Regions from separate parts of the Mus musculus genome. Here region 2 is linked to region 1. The links are chromatin contacts, called in public HiCAR-type maps. All regions are on one chromosome and are shown on one strand. The core of a region is the stretch at or near the end of the contact, and the rest is flanking DNA. Distances in the headings are between cores, read along the strand shown. Region 1 overlaps 9330111N05Rik (RIKEN cDNA 9330111N05 gene). Region 2 overlaps Adgrv1 (adhesion G protein-coupled receptor V1).

What was found. HiCAR-type assays count read pairs that join an accessible place to other places.
Region 2: a HiCAR-type map of kidney shows a contact between it and region 1, with 2.9 times the contacts expected there. The contact joins two enhancer-like sites. A contact is called at or near these places in 2 of 484 Hi-C or Micro-C datasets (liver and pancreatic cancer cells) and 2 of 115 datasets of contacts at active chromatin or transcription factors (embryonic stem cells and kidney).

What each region holds. Positions count from the first base shown.
Region 1 is chr13:81,016,892-81,024,318 of GRCm38.p6, forward strand. The region is part of intron 1 of 9330111N05Rik (RIKEN cDNA 9330111N05 gene); the gene reads left to right. Among named protein-coding and RNA genes, the nearest start is that of 9330111N05Rik, 57 kb to the left of the region's middle. Within about 2 kb of position 4,085, at least 13 of the 459 cell types and tissues checked have an H3K27ac peak or open chromatin away from gene starts, as enhancers often do. A contact at or near this core is called in kidney, where this site is marked.
Region 2 is chr13:81,323,205-81,330,631 of GRCm38.p6, forward strand. All of the region lies in intron 83 of Adgrv1 (adhesion G protein-coupled receptor V1), which reads right to left. Among named protein-coding and RNA genes, the nearest start is that of Gm32639, 220 kb to the left of the region's middle. Within about 2 kb of position 2,802, at least 6 of the 459 cell types and tissues checked have an H3K27ac peak or open chromatin away from gene starts, as enhancers often do. A contact at or near this core is called in kidney, where this site is marked.

The DNA.
Region 1 (7,427 bases), core at 2,835-5,334:
TGAGTGATTAAAAAAAAAAACAACCAAAGTTAAATCATGAAATAGAGACTTCAATTTTGTAAATTTGTTACCTATTTTTCTAAAATAGGTAGAGCAGCAGTGTTTGGATTTGGAAGTAAATAAGACACAGTAGGGCTGCCTCCTTCTCCCTTCCATTCCCTTTTTTCCTTCCCTTCCCTTCCCTTCCCTTCCCTTCCCTTCCCTTCCCTTCCCTTCCCTTCCCTTCCCTTCCCTTCCCTTCCCTTCCCTTCCCTTCCCTTCCCTTCCCTTCCCTTCCCTTCCCTTCCCTTCCCTTCCCTTCCCTTCCCTTCCCTTCCCTTCCCCTCCCCTCCCCTCCCCTCCCCTCCCCTCCCCTCCCCTCCCCTCCCCTCCCCTCACTTCCCTTCCCTTCCCTTCCCTTCTCTTCCCTGTTGTTAAGGCAAAACTATGGAGTCTTTACATTAGCATACACCATCATTTTGTGCCCAAAGGGACTCAGTTTATCAGCACTTTGTTATCCCCCAAAGCATACAATTGACTTTTAATTCATCTAGAGTTGATGTGATCGCTGACATGTTTATGTCCACCATCTGACTGTTTGCTTTCTATTTGAGTTGTCCTCATTCTGTTACTTGTATTTTCCTAAATTACCAGTAGGTTTTAAAGTTTCAATTCTTTTATTAGCTTGATCAGTGTACATTTTGTTGCTTCTTTTATTCATTTCCCTAGTGATTACAACATATGCATTCTTGATTCAGCAGATGCTAATGGATATTAGCACTGTTATTAGTTCCAGAAAACACAAAGAACTTAAAACTGTGGGATATACTCAACCTTTTAAAATTTGCAATCATATGCAATTCATATGTATAGATGGCAAGGAGAAATTATTATTAACATGTCACATTCAATCAATGTTACTCATCAGTTTAGATTGATTCTCATGGCCTCTGTTCCTTTTTGTCAAGCCTTTACCTGAGAACAATGTCCTTTAAGAGTGAGCTTTGGGGCTAAAGAGGTGATGGTTCAGCTGTTAGGAGCGCATGCTACTCTTTACAGAGGACTCAAATTTTGTTACCAACACTTACATGGTGTGGCTCACAACTACTCTAACTCCAACTTCAGGAATCAAATGCTTCTGGCCCTTGTGGGTTCTTGCAATCATATGCACATATCCCATCTCTCCCACACATACACAAAATTAAAAGTAAAGTGTCTTAAAGAGGGTTTTAATTATCTGATGTATCATTCATGGAAACAAAATCTTCTGCACAATACCTTCCCTTCATAGACTGTCTTGGTTGCGCTGTTTTGAATTTGAGTTCGCTCCTCCAAATGTAGAAATGTCCACACTGCACTGTGATCACTTTCTAGACACTGTAATTAGTGTAAATGGAATTAAGTGCGTCATATGGAATAGGGGCCAGTGCTCAGCACTTCAGCAGAACTTAAGTGATTCCTAAGCACATCGATGTGCAAGTCAATTGTTTAATTGAAAACTTGGGGTGGAGCCCAGAACTCGGTCCATTTCTTGGAGAAACTTTCTAGAACTCAGTATGATATTTAAGAATTTTATTTTCATTTCTGAATACCCTTTCACTTTTTCTGCTATTAAATTTCTGCTTGGCCACTATCAGTCTCATAGTTAATGAGAATCCGTATACTTTTTTTACACTGCTACTGATGTACCAGGTGTAACAAAAGTATACAGTGTCCTAGGTTCTGATCTACTTGTGAGATATTTTGCCTCTGAATTCCTAGAGATTACTGTAAAGCTCCAGGTATCTGCTGGGTATTTAAAACATAGTTGTTGAAGAAGAGAGCGAATAAATTCAACAATTTTGCTTTGTGCTCAAACACAAGTTGCATTTGTTTTAAGGATATGTATGGTTGTCAGATACATGCTTTAAAACTAGCAAAATGTTTTCGTCATTAAAAATAAGTGTATTTAATTGACTCTAGTGTTTCATAGACAATACTACTAATTATGACCAAAGAAATCAAAATGTAAGTGTAAAAAATTATATATCAGCATTATCTTTGTGCTTAGTAAATATTTCAAAAAAATAGTTGAGTCAATGCTATCTTCAATAATCTGTAAACACTATATGAAGAGATTGTGATCATGAACTAGATGAGTAAAACAAAAACAGATTTTGTTTTATCTGTTAAATATGAGTTCAGTTTAAAAACAAAAAGTACATATATAGAGAATAGACAAAATGTTGCTTAAATACAGAGCTTAGAAACAGTGGTAATCCAGATCACAGAGTTATAACTCAAAAAAATAACAACTACTGAGTTAAACTTGCTATTTTTGCAAAGAAGAAAGTTGGACCAGAAAGTAAACTTTAAAAATAAAAGTATAAAAATGCTGGGTGGTAGCAGCACATGCCTTTGATCCCAGCACTCAGGAGTCAGAGACAGGTGGTTCTCTGTGAGTTTGAGGCCAGCCTGGTCTACAGAGTGAGTTCCAGGACAGCCAGTCCTAAACAGCGAAAACTTGTCTCAAAGAAAAGCAAAACAACAGCAAAGTAAACTTCTTGTTCAAGGTCATGTGGTTAGACTCCAGTCTCTAAATAAACATTAGGCCTTTGCCTGTAGAGGGAGGGACTTCTTACATTTAGCTAATGGGGTCTCACATTCTTTGGTTTTTTGAGAAAGGGTTTCCCTATGTTGGAATTAAAGGTGTTCACAGCCACACCTAGCTATGTTTCCCTGTCTTAACAGGGATGTTTAGAAGAAAAATCTTTGTTATTTTGCTTTTAAAAAAGAAAGGTTGATTCACTAGTTCATATTCCAGTGGCCTTATTTTCCTAATGTGTGTTCTGAATGGAAAAGGACATTTCAGCCCTGGGATTTGCCTGAGCTGTCTATAGAGGAAAGGAAAGTTTGAGGAAGCTCTCTGGAAGACGTATTACCTAAGTTAAGATATTTGGGGATTGAGATGAGGTACTAGTAATAACTATGCTGAAAATACAGCTGTGAACTAGAAATCTCTCCAATAAGAATGGATACCCACCGTAAACAAATGTGCACTTGTTTTGTAGCTAATTTGGCAAGAATTCTGACAGTGGGTGTTGGAACAGGGCCTTGCATTTTTATACTAATTGTGTGTCTTAGGTAACAAGGAAGGGCTATCATTTGGACTTAATCCAAGCAAATAAATCATTTAGAATGTGTGTAACGAGAACTGTGTATTCACTATACCATTGAGTTCATAAGGATTAGTCACTAGAACATGAATCAAGTCTCATCCAGGTTGGGGAAAGTACATACTGTTTCAAGCACACCACCTCTCTAATTCCATTACTAATCTTAAAAGCCATGCAAATGTTTTTGTTTTCTTTTGAATTTAGGTCACATTCCATTGTGCAGTGATGTAAGAGCTTTACCCAAGCATGGGACACTAATGAGCAATTTGAGAGATCCACGTCTAAAAACTTCACCTTTGGTCACACACAGCCAGAACTTGGGATCTAAGAACATAGAGTCATTTGATTTGTAAGGTTAATTGTTCACCTGTTTACTTTTGGCATATTTTCTAGGAGGTTAAACTGGAAAAACCAAGCACAGGTTATGGTCCACTTATTTGAGAGAAAAGAAAAATAAACCCGGAGTCGTCCAGTATTTTTCCTACCACATTTGAACATGCTTTTGGCCAGCATTGTTCTCCTCTGCAGACAGCCAAGGTTTGCTATGGTCAGTAGTTTCCAGGCTGCATATATGTCAGCATCAGCTAGGGGCAGTTTAAAAATCCAAATGTGTGGGCTATGTTTACAATCACTTAGATTATTCTTCCAATGGTATTTGATAAACACCAAAGATCACCCCAGCTTGAAGGCAAGCTTGAGAATTGCCCCCACCATGGGAGCTTCTCTAAGTCTGGAATCATAACAATGATTTGAAGAGTTTAGTTCCAGTCCTCCAAGTTGTTTGAAGACCTCAGCATCAAATTATAAACCTGATTTGCTTTACCCCAGCTTTAGTAACTGAAATTTTAGAGCAAACCAAATGAAGAAAAGGGAAGTCTTAGCAATCGAGGAGACCTAATTTTTTATAACAAGACCAGAAACATATTAACTAGACAGATGTGAACAAGTTACTTATTCCCATCAAATCTCCATTCCTGTTCTGAAAAATGGGTCAACGATGCCTTCTATTGAACTGTTATTCTTGCATGCTTTGTTAATCAAAGTAAGCATTCTCTCTCACCTGATCTGGAATTGTAAAATTCCACTTCTGGACAAATCTAGCTCTTCATGTGACTTTATATCCTACTACTTGTCCTCTGCTTTCTTCATGGGAATGCTTTCTCAATCACTACACTCTCCCCCTAAGACCAGTCTCAGATATTCTACCTGCTGACAATTTTTTTTCCTTAAATTTACAAATATATGCTTATTTTTTCTAGATTGCCTGTTTCTGGGCTCAAGTTCTCTGGTAAATAGCATGCTCTAGAACTTCTAACATTCCTTCATACTGTAGAATGTAACCACACACATTGCATGAATTAAGTTTCCTTGGCTGTATTTCTAATTGGACTATCACTCAAATTCTCTTTCACACCTAGGTATTGTGTTTGGTTTTTTTCATTCAACTGAATTTATTATGTACTTACATTCAAGTTCTTTGATCTACACAGTATATTTCAGTACAAAAAGGTTGTCAGTATAAGGACATAGACAAATCTAGGCCTTGACTATCCCTGTATCATTTTTTTGACTCATCAAAATATAACATTTTTATCTTGGTGTGGTGATATAAGCCTGGTACTTAGGGGATAAAGTAAAGAGGATGGATTCAAGTTTGAGCCAGTCTGATCTACATAGTCAGTTTCAGGCCAGTGAGTGCTACATAGCAAGACAGTGCCACAAAAAGCATATAAAAAATATTTATATTTACTCATGCCATAGAATAAGATCATCATTAAAGAAAAATGATTTTAATGTAATTTTAAGGTGGAAACTGGAAACAGAAATAGTAATTTGCTATATTAAGTTATGGTGGGCACTCATGTAGGCCCAAAATTCATCATGAATTTTGAATTGGTAATTTTTCAAAATTCCATTCTTTCTCCTTCAAATATAGCAAGCCCTATGCTGGGATTATTATTGTATACATGGGGAGAAGTCCATGAATTTCCTTGGGAATTATTTTGTATGACATGTGAAGAGGGTATTCTACTTTCAAAACTAAGAGATCTGGCTCTGCTTTTCAATACCTATAAATACATCAAAGACATAAACAGCCAATCTAAGTGAAAGAGTTGGCTGACCACCTTTTACCCCCTACATCATGCAACAATCAGGTAGGTTTTGTCTGTTTCTTCAGTGCACTGTGCTTCAGCCCTGAGTCCCCTTTGTGACTTTCTAAGTGCTTTTTGTGTCTGTAAGCTCCGTGATCTTGCATTTTTTGGGGTGAGGATAGGAAGTGACTGATTCTACCAAAGGCAATTGAGTTATATATGACTACTAGGGGAGAAAAGGAAGATGAAGAGGGGAGGGGAGGGGTAGAGGGGGAAGGGGGTCAAGAAGGCATGGTTTGGCACCTAGTAGATTTAAGAAGTAATACTGCCACCAGGGAATTCATAACCAGTAAATATTAAAGCTTTCCAGTTTCCTTAAGGCTGGCTTCCTAAAACTTAAAAAGTTGGAAACAAAGCTGGATTTAGTAAACCTATATCCATTAGTAAGTTTCTAGCCCCTATGTGCTGGTCTCTTAGGGTGCCCTCTGCTGGGCCCCAACTAATTCTTCTGACATGGGGCAAGAAGTTATGAAACTCACATGCTGAACTCTCATATAGAATAGAAAGGCCATTTATGTCCCAAACTATTAGAATCCTAGCGTTTGCTTCTCAAGCCAACAATCCAGATAAACTAATTGCTGTCTATATGTTTTGTTCTGAAAGTGGGAAAAAGGCAAATTCTCCTGCCAAATTGTCTATATGTTCCCACTGTGGCTTTATGGAGATAATACCTTTACTTCGCATCTAACTCACTGCTGATTAGTGATGGAATGGAGGCCAGAAAAACAGGGGGATGTTCAGAAGAATCAAAAAGGAAAATACTTTCCAACAGGCAGGGCTGTGGGCTTTCTTTAAAGCACGTTGTGTGGGCAGATGTCTTCTCTGGCTGGCTGTCTCTATTACCGGCCCTGATCTGGGCACTTTCACCCTGCTCAGCCAGAAAAGAATACGCATCAGTGTTTACTTTTAAGTGTTTATGAAGAAAGCCTTGAGCTCTTTGGATGTCCTCATCTGGAATCTCAATAACAAGTAGGTACATGGCATTGTCTTGTGGATTCTTTTATCCATAAAGATGTGCAAGGGCTTTATAAACATTGGCGCAACCACGGCAGCCCTATGTACTTTCTCATCTCCTGTACTTCGCTGGGTAATCTCTGTCTGTTAGTACATTTCCCCAGGACTGGTTAGAGCCAGTCATCATAAGAAGAACTTATTATGGAACCAGTACATTTACTTTGTTGAAGATCTTCTAAAAGAAACACTTCATTAAAGAATAAAGTTGTTTTCTTTTGGCCCCCACCTAGCTTCTTGGAAATCCTAGATCTTTGGTATTCCTTGAGTTTAGAATTAGAGAAGGTGAAATATTATGTCTGACCTGTGTTCTCAAACATGCTTCCTTACTGTTTAAATTTGTATCTGGACATTTGTACTGTTGAATATATCTCTTTAGAGTCCAGATCAACTGAACTGTTAACATATTATCAAGCTGAACTGGTCATGGTGGCATGTGCCTCTGATCTCACCACTGGGAAGGCAGAGGCAAAATGATCTGTGTGACTTCAAGGCTAGCCTGGTCTACATATCGAGTTCTAAGATAGCCAGGGGCTATATACAAAAAACCTGTCTCATAAAACAAAATATATCAGGTTAATAATGTACTTAATGTTAGGAACTCAGAGGTCTTAAAACAAATTTTTGTGAAATTAGGAGATTTCCCAAATCCCTGGCCCTCACTTTTTCTCTCCTTAAAATTTATTGTGCAATTTGTACCTTTTCCTTTTACACATCCATCTTTGACTTAAGGCAAAAATAATTGCTCTCATTGCTTTTTAGTTATTGAAACTTCCATACTCACATTTGAAATTTGAAAATGCTTTGGTGAGAGCCAGCCATTGTCATGGCTCCTGATATGTGTCTGTCCATAGATATATGTATCTGATTTGTAAAGTAGGATCTCAGAGGAAGAGAGAAGGAAAGGACCTAGTTGTGGAGAGCCGTGCTGCGAGCAATCGCCATTATAAGATGGCGCTGGCTTCCGCTGTGCCTAACTAGTAAACAAGCCTTGTGCGCAAGTGCGAGAGTGAACTCACGCCTAGTCACTGCCCATCTCGGGGCGTAGTAATGAGGTGATGGGCGAGCAACAAATCAGGAGCTGACATGCCACATCAGGTGCTGAAACACCATGCTGAGGGCTATATAA
Region 2 (7,427 bases), core at 1,552-4,051, 310 kb after region 1:
CTTAGCCAATATCCTCAAGGGTTCAAGTACAGAGTTAGAGCTCGGGGCTGGGGTTGGGAGATACCTCAGTCAGATTCCAGTGTCTGCACTTCCTGATTGAGTAACATCTCTTCTCTAATCTCAGTTTCCACATCTGAAAAGGGAATTGTAAAATATCCCTCCCTAAGAGCTGAGGTGAAGATGAAACAGTATGAAACAGATGGAATATTACGGTAGCATGCACTTCACAAACGCTCCATTAAAATAAATGATGTTAATGACCCTGCTAGTGAAACAAGCAAAACAGATTTGGTGGAGAAGGGTGGACTCACTCAAAAACTGTAAGACAACCGAACATCTAGATATTTTGGTACTTGTGAGCCAAGCTCTTCTTTTTGGTTTGCTAAGCATTTTTTATAGCCAAGGGTTAATACTCAGAAAAAAGCTGGTTCTCTTAAACCAAGGGATCATAGACTAAAAGAGTGAAGGCAGTTACAACTGTTCATTGACAACTGCTCTCTGGATTCACTGGAGTTGTTTATTGTGTTAGGTACCATGTGACTGTCAGAGCCAGGTAGTTAATTTTTACCCTTTCTAGACTGTTGAGATTAATTTGTCTTTTTAAAACTGTTGTTACGGATGATTTAGAGAGTCACTAACCTGCTTGGATAGTTACAAAGTTGGTGTTGTGCACATCACCCTGCTTCCAAGGAACTGCCTTGGTTCTATGGATAAATGTAGCTACATGCTGAAATCAGTCACCCTCATTTTTAAGAGCCTGGAAAATAATGAAGATTTAAAATATATTTAGCAAATGATGTACTACGTTCCAGGAAAATTGTGATGAAGAAACCAGATTCTTGATAGTGCAGTAGTTGCTACATCCCTTATGAAAGCAACAGGCAGCTTAGAACAGCAGACTTGCTTATGCTCGCTCTCTGTGACATGATCTGGAAATGAGTCAAGATAGCCCAGTGCTATATCATTACTGTTCTAACTAATGTACAATTAGTCAATGCTATGTGAAAGATGGACTTATGAAGCAACTGTAACTAGAAAGAAGAATGGAAGACATCTGCTATGAAGTTAAGTCAATTAGAATCAAGAACTGAATAGAGCATACTATTTTTAGTGAGGCAGAAACTTTGTAAAATATGTTTCTTCATCTAGTAAACATGAAATAACCAGCATGGAGCCCTAAAATTCAGTACTAAGGTTTTGACACTACAGGGTCTCTCTAATCAGTTGACATAGAATTGCTTCAAGTATTAATAAGAATGTAAAAAACTTAAATTTTAAGTTTTTCCTTCTTTTCTCCCTCCCTCCTTCCTTTTTTTCTTGTTTGTTTGAGACAGGCCTCTTCATGTAACCCTGGCTGTCCTGGAACTTGCTCAGTAAAACATGCTGGTCTTGAACTCACAGAGGTCCACCTGCCTCTGCCTCCCAAAGTCTGGGATGAAAGTTATATGCCACCACCACCAGACTACAAACTTTGATGTATCTTTATATATTTTAAACATTGTTAAATCATACAACTATTCAAGTGTCATTTCAAGTGAAATTTAAAGTTTTAATTTTTAAATTAAATTTAATTATTTAATTAATTATTTAATTCATGTTTTAGAAACTATCATTGTCTTGTTAAATACAAAGGCTACTTGCAATCAACTTACTAGGATGGGATTCCGGAAGGATCCCATGGATATAATAGAAGGCAGATGCAGTGACAGTAGACATTCTTTTTTTATTGGTTATTTTTTTTATTTACATTTCAAATGTTATTCCCTTTCTAGTTTCCCCTCCACAAGCTCCCTGTTCCCTCCTGCCTCTCCCATGCTACTATGAGGGTGCTCCCCCACCCGCCTACCCACTCCTGCCTCAGCGGCCTAGTGTTCCCCTATCCTGGGTCATCAAGCCTCCATAGGATCAAGGGGCTCCCTTCCCAGGGATGCCAGATAAGGCTGTCCTCTGCCACATATCCAGCTGAAGCCATGGATATCCACTCTGTACTCCTTGGTTGGTGGTTTAGTCCCTGGGAGCTTCCGGGCATCTGGTTGGTTGATATTGTTGTTCTTCCTATGGGGCTGCAAACCCTGTCAGCACCTACAGTCCTTGGCTTAACTTCCCCATTGGGGTCCCTGCACTTAGCCTGGCAGTAGATATTCAATGGGAGGCCAATAGCATCTTGTATACAAAGAACATCCCATAATACCTTGCCATATCCCATTTCCCCATGTCCTGGTCCTGTGCCACACTTAAGCCCACAAAATCTAAGACAGTTATTTACAATTTTATCTTTCTAAAACAAATCATTTCAATACAACCTTGCTACCAAAATGGATTTTTTTTCATTAAAAACTAAAATGTATGAACAAATGATTTTGGTAATCATAGCCAGAAGCCTATCATCAGAGTCTCCATGTTTAGACATATTAAATATGAATTCATGAGCCAAAGTCAACCAATGTGTTGTTTTGAAGTTTCTAATCTTGGGACTTTATTTGAGGATGAGGCACGCCCATGCATTTCACTATCCAAGGGCAAATCCAGAGATCCAAAGGCTGGGCTCCACCCATCTATGATCCCTGTGGGGGTGGGTACCCACCTGACACCAGCAGCTCCCAGCAGCCCTGACTTGCAACTCATTGATCAGTGGTTTAGAACCCAATGTGCACCTTTTACTCTCTTGCCATCTCCTTTCCTATCAATCCCCAAATCAGTGTTAATTTTTGAAGGATGTTTTGAATTTCTAAAAGAGGTTAGTCTCAGACACAAAGAAAAGCAAACAAGGTCTTTAGCTGAGCCATGCTCAGCTCATGTGGCTAGTCCCCAGACTTCTGACCAAAGGGCACAGAGATTAATAAGTAATGCTAAAGTCAGAGATCAGTTAGACATCTCCTGAATTTGTAAGCCAAAATCCACAGTTACGCCATAAAACAAACCTTAAAATAATTATTTTAGTATCAAGTTCCTCTAAACCAAATTATTGGCTATTTTTAACTTTTAATTACTATTCAACAATGATAAATAATGCCATGTAAGCTATAATTAAAAATAAATTTCATAAAATGTATTTAAGTAAGCATTTTCTATATAATCTTTGCCACATGCTAATAATAATAATTGCTAGCAAAAAAGTCTGCCTCTGCAAAAAACAATTTGGAAGAGTATATGGTGCTGAGAGGAATGGCTTATTCTGGTTCAATTTGTTATTTTAATACCTGAAAGTTAGAAATGGAAAAACAAAGGACACAGTCACAAACATCACAACCCTTTGAGATTTGATGAGAACACCTGGGCAGAGACTATAAAACCACACCGCTCATAAACCTTCACATTACTTAAGAGTCCTGGTCTCCTAAGAGATCTGGAAGGTAATTAAAATATATTTCAGTGTGGTCCTAAGGTAACTGGTAATTAGCAGAGGATCCCTGGCATCAGGTTGTTGTTGTTGTTTGTGTGGGTAATAAATTCTCTGGTAGACCCAAAGTTCTTATCAGAAATCACGTGACATATGGATGTGATGAACAGGAGCAGAGAGCAGTATCATCAGGTAAAAATAAGTGAAAAACATCACTTTTGCTAAAATTCAATTATTCAGTAAAATAGTATTTATAAAAATTTGAACTACTTTTACATTTGTTTATCGATGACAGAGTGGTAGATTAGCTCAGGCTGGCCTCTATTTCAGTATCTAGCCAAGGCTGGCCTCAAATTTGATCTTTGTGCCTCATTCTCCTGAGGGAACTGTCTTACAGCCATATGTCATCACATGTGGGCTTATAGTTATATCTCAATCTGCATAAAATCTTACTCTGGAATTAGGCCTAAGTAGTTTATTCCTATTTAACACATAAATAATCTTAGTCAAATTACCAAAAAAGGCCCTTTCAGATTCAAATAAAATCAGTTTAACTGTTTAAAAACAGGCACAGGATTCTATCATTCAACTCTCTGTTGAAGGTTTATATGGGAATGCCCCCATGGAGGAGTTAGCAAAGTGACTGACACAGAACATAACCTCCCTTAAGAAGAGTTTGGGGCCTTCAATGTGGCTCAAGGGTAAAAGGAGCTTGCCATAAAGCTGGAGGACTTGACTTGGACTCCAGGGACGTATATTGTGGAATGAGAGCCAATTCCCCCTATAAGCAGCCCTGTAACCCCTACATAGTGCAGAAATAAATAAGCAAGTAAGTAAACATTTTACCCTGAGTTTTAAAACATAGTTTTTATTCAGCTAAACTCAGACACAGTGATTTGATTATCACAGTCAAGTTAAGTGTGGTGAGAAGGTCTTACCAGGCATCTCAAACTCCCCATGATGAAACTCTACATAGTGATCTACCTACAGGGATTCCTGTTGCTGAGGTAGAGCACAGGTATCACATAGCAACAATAAAAGTAGTATGTTTTTGATAAAATAAACACATGTATGTACCTTGAAAGTCCCCTGCCTTGTGTTCCCCTGTGGACACTCATGATGCTCATTTTAGAATGAAGTTTCACGAAAGGAAGCTTGAGTGCTTTCTGATTATATTTTTAAAAATCACTTAGCCGTGGAAAAAGATGCAGGAGTTGTGATAACTACACTTATAACTCTCAGGAGAACGCACCTATGTTTCTACATTGAATTCAAATTTACTGCAACAAAATAAAATAAAACTCAAAGACTTTAATTTATATTCTGCTATTTAGTTTAATTACTATCATAATGTTGATAGTGATTCTATCAGAATTTTAATGGCATCTTAGAACTCCATGCATATATTAAGTTAAAACATTTTGTACCATCACTTTTAAAACTGAAAATTTTACATCTCCTCCACCAAAATCAAAGAAAAGACTCTTCACAACGATGACAGTTTAAATATAATACAAGGAAAGCTCAGTAAACTGTAGAACGTCAAGCTTATGTCTGGACCATTAGTGTGAGCCGGATCTCCTGTTGCTAGTGTAACTCTGAATAGTGCAAGAAGGAAAGCTTACTTTTCAGATCTGGGGTGGGTACTGGGTGCTGTGTCTGCCCACAGGGAAGATACTGGCTATTATTCCTATTGTCTTCAGCTAGAATGTACATAGTTTACCTGGGGGGCCAAACAGTCCATGGAAAACACAAACCCCTGGCTCAGTGTGGCACATTTACAGAAATGATCAGCACTCTCAGTGAATTTTATTAACATTTAACAGGGTTAAGAGCAGTTGGCAGAGGCACACATTTAGGCATGTGCTCTGGGACAGAACTACCTACCAAGTGACCGAGTGGTTAAGTGGCATTTAGCTTTTAGAAAGTTAACTCTGTGTCATTGTGTTCATATGAAACATGGCAATGGTACCCAGTAACTCCTGGTGTAGTTGTGATGATGAAATAAGCTTATGTCTATACCAATGCCTGATGGATAAGCACTTAACACTCATTGCTAACAATATACATATGGAAACATTTCTTTCCAGCTAAGGAAGCAGTCTTTTTATTTTAAGTTGCTTCAGAACTGCTGTCATTTTGTTCGATCTAGACAAGATTTTTTAAAGATCTACATTTGTTGGGTTTTGTTTTTCATGCAGTATGAACCTGCAGGATGAAAATATTTCATGTCCCAACACTGAAAACCCAAATTTTTACTATAGCGAAGTAAATGCAGACCATACAGGGTTGAGGAGTGGACGTGGTTAAATCTGAGAAAAGGAAAGGTAGACATGGAGAAGCTCGATTGGTGTAACACAATATCTAGCTGCTTCTCTTCTTCCTTAGCCCTGCCCTCAATTCCTCCATCATCAGGGATACACCCTCATTTCAACAGTGTTCTCTCAGCACTGGACATTCACCGCCATCTCACACACCCTATTACCATGGTTCTCTGCTACAGAGACATAGCAATGAGCATGGCAGCTTGTCCTGGGAAGCACTCAAGCATCTTGTTTAGAGACGGATGATGTCTTAGCCTGTTTGATGCCCAAACCAACTGTGTGTTGGACTCCTGAAGCCCGTTGCCTACATCAAAGCCTGCACTCTGATTGTTATGTTCCTGACAGCAGCAGATGTCACAGCTGTTATTGCACATCCTATGGACAGTCTGGCCTCCGTCTGAGCTATGGGAAGAAACTATAACCAGGAGCATTACTTCTATTTTAATCAACTTCCTGGGAGTACAAGAGGGAAAATCTAGGACACTGTTTATGATTTCAAAAGTTTATAAACATACAGAGATACAGGAAGGTGGGATAGTGGAAGTCAAAATAAATACTAAAAGGAAAAGGACAAGTTTGTAAAAAAAAAAAAAAAGTATATTAAAAACTTAAAGTTTGGGGCTGGTGAGATGGCTCAGTGGGTAAGAGCACCTAACTGTTCTTCCGAAGGTCCAGAGTTCAAATCCCAGCAACCACATGGTGGCTTACAACCATCTGTAATGAGATCTGACTCCCTCTTCTGGAGTATCTGAAGACAAGCTACAGTGTACTTACATATAATAAATAAATAAATCTTAAAAAAAAGAACCAACAACCTTGTTTAAAAAAAAACTTAAAGTTTAAAAGTCTTTAAGTATATAAATATATACTTAATAAAAGTATATAAATATATAATAAAACATATACTGATAAAAATTACCATAAGAAAAAAAAACTTTATTTTCTTTCCATGCAAACCAGTCAAGCAAGGTCTTGGTTTCCAAGAAACTAGGAAGGGAGGGATGCAGATCACACCCTTTAATGAATGTTGTGTAAGGCAATGTGAATGATCACGGGCTTAGCACGTGAGGTCTGAATGGGTCAGATCAGGAGGCATGGAGCTGCATCCTAATATTTGCAGAATACGAAAGGGTCCAAAAGCTACATGCCTGGTTGTCTGTTCAAAAGGGTCAGAGTTAGGCAATACATGAAAGAACAGCCCTAAGTTAAAAATAGAATTCTTATCCTTCTGCCTACCCCGTTTTCCTGAAGAACTTCACTTAAAATAGAGCTCTGTGGAGTTACAGCGCTCATAATGTTCTTTGTAAGGCATCCCATGCATGGGCACGCTGACCACTCTGTTAACACTTTCTGACTGGGTTCACTAGTAGGATGTCAGAAAGTATATTAATTGAACTCTATGGTTAACAAAAATTATGACCATTACAGACAAGATAGTGTTATTATTCATTAACTTTTGAGTTACCATGTTCAAAAACATAAAACAAAATTGTAATGGAAGTAATTGGAAACACTGGTAAAGCAATATTGTCACTGTAAAAGGGATTGAGTCACATTATAGCACTGGTAAGAAGGGGAATTTCTAAATCTTTAAAATTTAGAAATATTATTATTGTTATTAGGGATAGAAACAAAGATATGAAGTGTGTGTGTGTGTTTGTGTGTGTGTGTGTGTGTGTGTGTGTGTGTGTGTGTGTGTGTATGTGTGTTTGCCTTTTTCCTTAGCAACTAAAAGTGAATTCATTCACCCAAAATCATACTCA